Regions from separate parts of the Oryctolagus cuniculus genome. Here region 2 is linked to region 1. A link is a contact called in public Micro-C data. All regions are on one chromosome and are shown on one strand. The core of a region is the stretch at or near the end of the contact, and the rest is flanking DNA. Distances in the headings are between cores, read along the strand shown. Region 1 overlaps FRMD4B (FERM domain containing 4B). Region 2 holds the start of LMOD3 (leiomodin 3).

Region 1 (2,954 bases), core at 52-2,551:
TTAATTTTTAAATTGTACATTGGAAGTGAACTTTCGCCTGTGGCCAGTGGGGGGTGCTGTGTGAACAGAGTAACTCTTACAGTACCACCTGCAGATGACAGTGTCTCGCTACAGCTCAGGGGAGCGTGATCTGAAAGTAATGAGCAGCAAGTTCAGCTCTGCTGTTAATTCTGGAGCTTGTGTCTCCTGTGAAATTTAACTCCATCCCCATTATTATGTCAGCAGAATTGATGAACATTTATCAAATGTCCTCTCTGACCAGGGCACTATTGAGTGTAAAAGACGTGCGTGCGGAATTTAAGGAAGAGATCACACTGAAGCTTTGGATATTGTGACGCAAGCATTATGGAAATGCCGTAAATGGTAGATTAGCTATTGATGAGAGATAACGGTGCTGTGGAAAGCTGTGAACAATGATGAAAGTCTTTGAAAGCAAAAACGTGTCTCCCACCTTCTATTTGCCTAAGTCACCATCGGTGGGAGAGAGCAAGGGGTTGGGGCTGGTGTGCAAGAAAGCCAGAGGGCCGCACTAGGTAGAAGTAAAAGGCTGTTATAGTGCCACTGCTGATTCCCAAGAGGTAAAGTTAGTATCATCAGCATCTATGATTTTTGAGATTGCTTCTGCTTCGTTTGTGATCTAGGATCTTTCTTTCATTCTTTCAGTCTTGCCTCTTGAAATTAGCTTCAGAGATTAACTCAGAGTCTCTAAGCAAATTTTAAATTCATCTTTTAATTTTTAAAGAGATTGCCTTTACAAGTATTTCGACTATGAATTTTCATGTTGGGATTTAAGGCATTTAACCTATGTCTTGACATCAGCTTATTTATCATCTAAATAATTCCAATTTGACAATCTGGTAAGAGAAATAGATATCATTTCTTTAATATGTATTTTTGGTTATCAGTGAAGTCAAGGATTTTTTTTCTTAAGACTTATCAGCCGTTTATATTTCTTATGGAAATTGCCTCTTCCTGGCCCTCTTTTCCTATTGATTTGTCTATCACATTAATTAATTAAGACAAAATTAATTTGGGAGTGTTAACAAGCCCTATGTTTTGATAATACAATCATGATTCTAAAGTAGTTCCAGATAATTGGAAAATGTGAATGCGTGGCTTCTGCCTCATCCTTATGGTTGGTGTTGTGGCTGATAGACCATTCTCAATGTTCCTTCTTGGCTGGCCCTGAAGTCCCTGTCTGCCTTGTGACTATTCCAAAGGCTGCAGAGCAGGTGTCTCTGATGTCGGTGCAGATTCCTAGAAAAAAGGCAGGTGGCGCTGTTGAACAGTCCTCCTGGACCCTGGCGTCTGGCTGCTAAAGAGCACCGTTCAACTTACAGTCTAAAGAGAAGCCGTCTTATTCTCCCATCTGTCTCGGTAGTGACTCACTCATTTCTGCATCTCGCACAGAAATGAAGAATTCATCATTACTTAACGATGAATTGTTGAAATGTTAGTTTGATGACTTGCAAAGTGCATTTTGCACGTTTGCTTGTTTTGTTTCTTTTATTACCCAGGATGCTAGAATAAGTCATGAGTGATTGACTTGGCCACAACAGTAAGGCTCTTCCATCCAAAGTTCTGAGAAAAATGCACTTTATGAAGAAATTATGCATGGATTTTAAAAAATTGTACCAAAACAAGCATCTCTTTTAATTCCATTTTCCATGAAGATTTTGAAGTAACCTGGCATAATTTCTCTTAGGGCCAGGCTTTCAAAAAGAGGACCCTTCTGGTAAGCTGGCAAAGCATATGGGTCCTTTGTCAGAAAAACGTGTTTTAATTAAATTATATGGAAATATAGTTACTAAAATGTTACACACGCTTGTGATAAAAACAAAGGTTCTTATTAATTCCATAAAAAGCATGTTCTAGAGATGGGTCTTGCTAACTATCATAGTGTCAACGTTGTTAAGAATATAAATAATATTTTGCAATATAGGCAGTTGTGATGATGTGATTAAAAAAAATCTGTGATTTCCATTGGTGACTGAGTCACAGGCACTGCTAATATTTCCATAGTTTATTATGAACATGTATAAATCATGATGTGTTCTTGAATTCTGTGCAAGGGTCTTTGGAGGTTATGGATGCCTAGCTAACCTCCCCTGGTCCCTGGGCTAGGATGGAGACAGGGATGTGTTTTAAAGGGATGCAAAGGAATTTTATGAAGTTCTAGAAATATTCAGTCTTGATTGTGGTGTTGGGTACATGACTGCCTATATTTGTCAAAAACTTCCAAACTGTACACGAAAAAGGATGAATTTTGTGGTATGTAGAGTAGGCCTTGATTTTTAAAAAGTAAAGAAAGGAAGAGAGGGAGAGAGTGAGAATGAAAGAAAGCAGTAGCGATGCGTTGAGCATTGCTGCCAATGGAAGGAACCCCTGGAAGATCCCTTCTGTTTTGGAGCTGGGTCTCCTGCCCAATTATCAGTGTAACAGGAGGGGTCAAGTGAGAAGACTCTGAAACAAGACTCTCTGAGCCCAAGTTCTGTCTCTGTGGCTCATTTTCTTTGTGACTCTGGGCAAGTTACATCATATCTCTGTGCCTCACTTACTCACCTGTGCCATGAGGGTGGTAATAACCATACCTATTTCATAAAGCTAGTTGAAAATTAATTGTGTCTTATATTTAAAATACTAAGACTGGTGCCTGGTACACAGTAAGCACTACAGTGTCATCTGATATTTAGAAATACTTGGGAGGAGGTCAAGGCCAGAGAGAGCAGCTCAATACCAGTGATTGCATTAGTAATCACAGAAAGATAGTGCTGGACCGTGTTTGGTCAGGGAAATGTTAGTCATTAACACCAATGACAAAAAGGTGAGTTTGTGTGTCCCAAAGGCATGCCAACTTACTTGCTAATATTCTTCTAAATGCGTTAGAGGTACCTGTTTTGTTTTTCTTTCAGTATTGCCTGAACTTTAGCCCCCACATGCATCATCAGCTCCCC
Region 2 (2,827 bases), core at 72-2,571, 290 kb after region 1:
AGCTGAGCCCATCCAAAGTCAAGATCCAAGAGCTTCCTCTGGGTTTCTCACATGGATGCAGGAGCCCAAGCACTTAGGCCATCTTCTACTGCTTTCCCAGGCCACAACAGAGAGCTGGACTAGAAGAAGAGCAGCCGGGACTCGAACTGGTACCCATATGGGATGCTGGTCCCTCAGGTAGACTTTAGCCCTCTATGCCACAGCGCAAACCATTTTTGAAATCTGTACATTGTTTTTTTCACATTACAAACTTTAAATGGAATTTTTAAACACTTGATGGGTTTTGGATTTTATTTTTGCATCAGTAAATTTAGCTGTCTATTTTCCATGAATTGTTTGGAGTACCCTCATATTTAGTTATAGGGATTTTTTTAATAGAGGGATATTTATTAAAGATCTGCTTGTGCTTATGAGAATTGAAAACAGTCTAAATGGTATTGTTAAATAAACTCTAAAATTTATTTTTAAGGTATTTATTTGAAAGGCAGAGTAACAGGGAGGTAATGAGAAAGATCTTTCATCTGCTGGTTTACTCCCCAAATGGCTGCAACAACTGGGGTTGGGCCAGGCTGAAGCCACAAGCCTGGAACTCCTTCTTGGGCCCCTATATAGGTGGCAGGGGCCCACACGCTTGAGTCATCACCCACTGCTTTCCTAGGCACATTAGCAGAGAGCTGGATTGGAAGTGGAGAAGACAAGACTCAAACCAGCACCCTGATTTGGGATGTAGGCATTATAATTGGTGACTTAACCCACCACACTACAACACCGGCCACTCTACAGCCTCATAGACGACAGCTACTTATAGGAAGCTCTTAAAAATTATTTTGTAGTAGGATATACAGTTGCCTAGAAAAAGAAATTCTGATTTTGTCTGTCAGATAAACCAGATGACAGAGTTGATGTGCCCAAAATAAATTATTGGACATATAAACCAAAATGCTAATAGGGTAGCACTTAGTGGTGAGATAAGGGGGAAATTTTATTTCCCGTGTACCTCTACCATCCATGTTACTCTTTTAAAAAAGAAAAGTGTATATCTGAGTAAATATTATATTCACAAAATTCAAAGTTTGGAAGTTATAAGAGGGTATTCTGTAAAATCTTTTTCCCAGCCCTGTCTCCACGACAATGTATTTCTCTTTCCAAATTATCCAAGGTTTTTGATTTCCTGTGTATCTTCCCAAGGATATGGTGTGTTAATAACTTGGATTGGTTTTAGCCTCTGTCACAAATATTATGCAATACACACTGTTTTGTACTTTGCTACACTGAATAACCTTGTACACCTGTCATTTTACCTCATGTCAGACTATACCTAGAGGATACATTTCTGAAAGTGGAATTCTGAGTCAAAAGAAATGGGCCTTTGTTTTTTGGATAAATACAGCCATGTTGCCCCCTAAGGTAACAGAAAAAAATCTTCCGGGGGGTTCTTCTAGTACTTTAATGGCTTGAGGTTTTCTCACATTTCACTAGAGATCCATTAAAAGTTTTCCTGGCTTAATGGATACTTAACAAGACAAACAAATTATTTAAAATATTAAGCTCCCCACTCATAGTGGAAATTCAAGTGCTGGTCATCCCCATCAGTTAGATCATAGGATCTAGATGCAAATAAGGACATCTTGCGGAAGGTTCAGCTTACACCGTGTCTGAATAACAGCGGGAGCTGTGCTCCACTGTGCTCTGCCCGGTGCCATTCTGCCGACTTCCAGGGTCGCGCTGCAGTGCAGAGGCTTGATTGCCGCGTTCAAGTGGATTTTTCGACAGTAGAGAACTCAGGTCGGTGACTGGATCTCCGTTCTCAAGGGCCGTAAGTTATTTGACTCGTTTCAATACAAAGCAGCGGCTCTCCTGGAGTGCATAGGTATGGCCGGGGTGAGGGGTGTGTGGCTATGTGAGAACGCACGGCTGGGGAACTAATTTTACTCCTGTGGACTTTGTGGAGACCTGTTACTCACTGGCAAACACCAGCAGCTGGACTGAAATGTCAGACGGATTTGCACAGCTGACTCAAGTTGCCGAAAAGAGAGCAGCATAGTAGTTCCATAAATCGACCCCCATCCAGCCAAACCCTGCTTAATATAGATCCGGCCCCAGCTCAGCCCTACTCACTCCTAGCTGCTTAGCAAACACCACTGAGCTTCTTGGGAAAAAGACAGCTCCAGGGTGGGTTGACCTGGGACCTCTGCTGTCTGCTGGACTTTGCTGAGGTGCTTGCTTGCTGCTGCTTTGTGAAAGTCACCTCTGATTATCTCTTTTCTCGTCATATAGAGACAGAAGCATGTCGGAAGCCAGCAGGAATTCCGATGAGGAGCTCCTTGATGGGGAGATCGATGAAGATGCCATCTTGGCCAACCTGTCCCCTGAAGAGCTGAAAGAACTGCAGTCGGAAATGGAGGTCATGGCCCCGGACCCCCACCTGCCCGCGGGAATGATTCAGAAAGACCAGACGGACAAGCCCCCGACGGGAAGCTTCGACCATAAATCACTTGTTGATTACATGTATTGGCAGAAGGCGTCCAGACGCATGCTGGAAGACGAGCGCGTTCCTGTCACCTTTGTGCAGTCGGAGGTAACCAGGGATTTGGTGTGCGGCAGAGAAATGGCTGCCGGGGCCTGGGCCCGCAGGTGGGGGCCTTGTGGCTGTGATGTCTCCTGGCCCCAGGGTCTTGCCTCTCCTGTGCTAAATAATCGCGTTAGGTCCTGCTCCACGCTGGAACTTTCTGAAACACTGACATGGTACAGCTGTGAGGGGAAAGTTGGTCACTTCTTGCAAGTGTCTTTTTAAATTTTTTTTTAAAAGATAACTTCAGGGTTTGCT

What was found. A called contact is a pair of places that touch in the nucleus more often than the background predicts.
Region 2: a Micro-C map of ear pinna shows a contact between it and region 1, with 8 times the contacts expected there. The contact joins the promoter of LMOD3 here to the enhancer-like site in region 1. A contact is called at or near these places in 2 of 6 Hi-C or Micro-C datasets (ear pinna and an unstated tissue).

The regions. Positions count from the first base shown.
Region 1 is chr10:79,918,645-79,921,598 of mOryCun1.1, forward strand. All of the region lies in intron 2 of FRMD4B (FERM domain containing 4B), which reads left to right. Among named protein-coding and RNA genes, the nearest start is that of FRMD4B, 120 kb to the left of the region's middle. Within about 2 kb of position 1,302, at least 3 of the 8 cell types and tissues checked have an H3K27ac peak or open chromatin away from gene starts, as enhancers often do.
Region 2 is chr10:80,209,316-80,212,142 of mOryCun1.1, forward strand. It overlaps LMOD3 (leiomodin 3), which reads left to right and starts at 1,322. Exons shown (of 4, transcript XM_008260919.4): 1 at 1,322-1,785; 2 at 2,278-2,578. The coding sequence starts at 2,288. It overlaps LOC138844081 (a long non-coding RNA gene), which reads right to left. Exons shown (of 2, transcript XR_011379486.1): 2 at 2,277-2,827.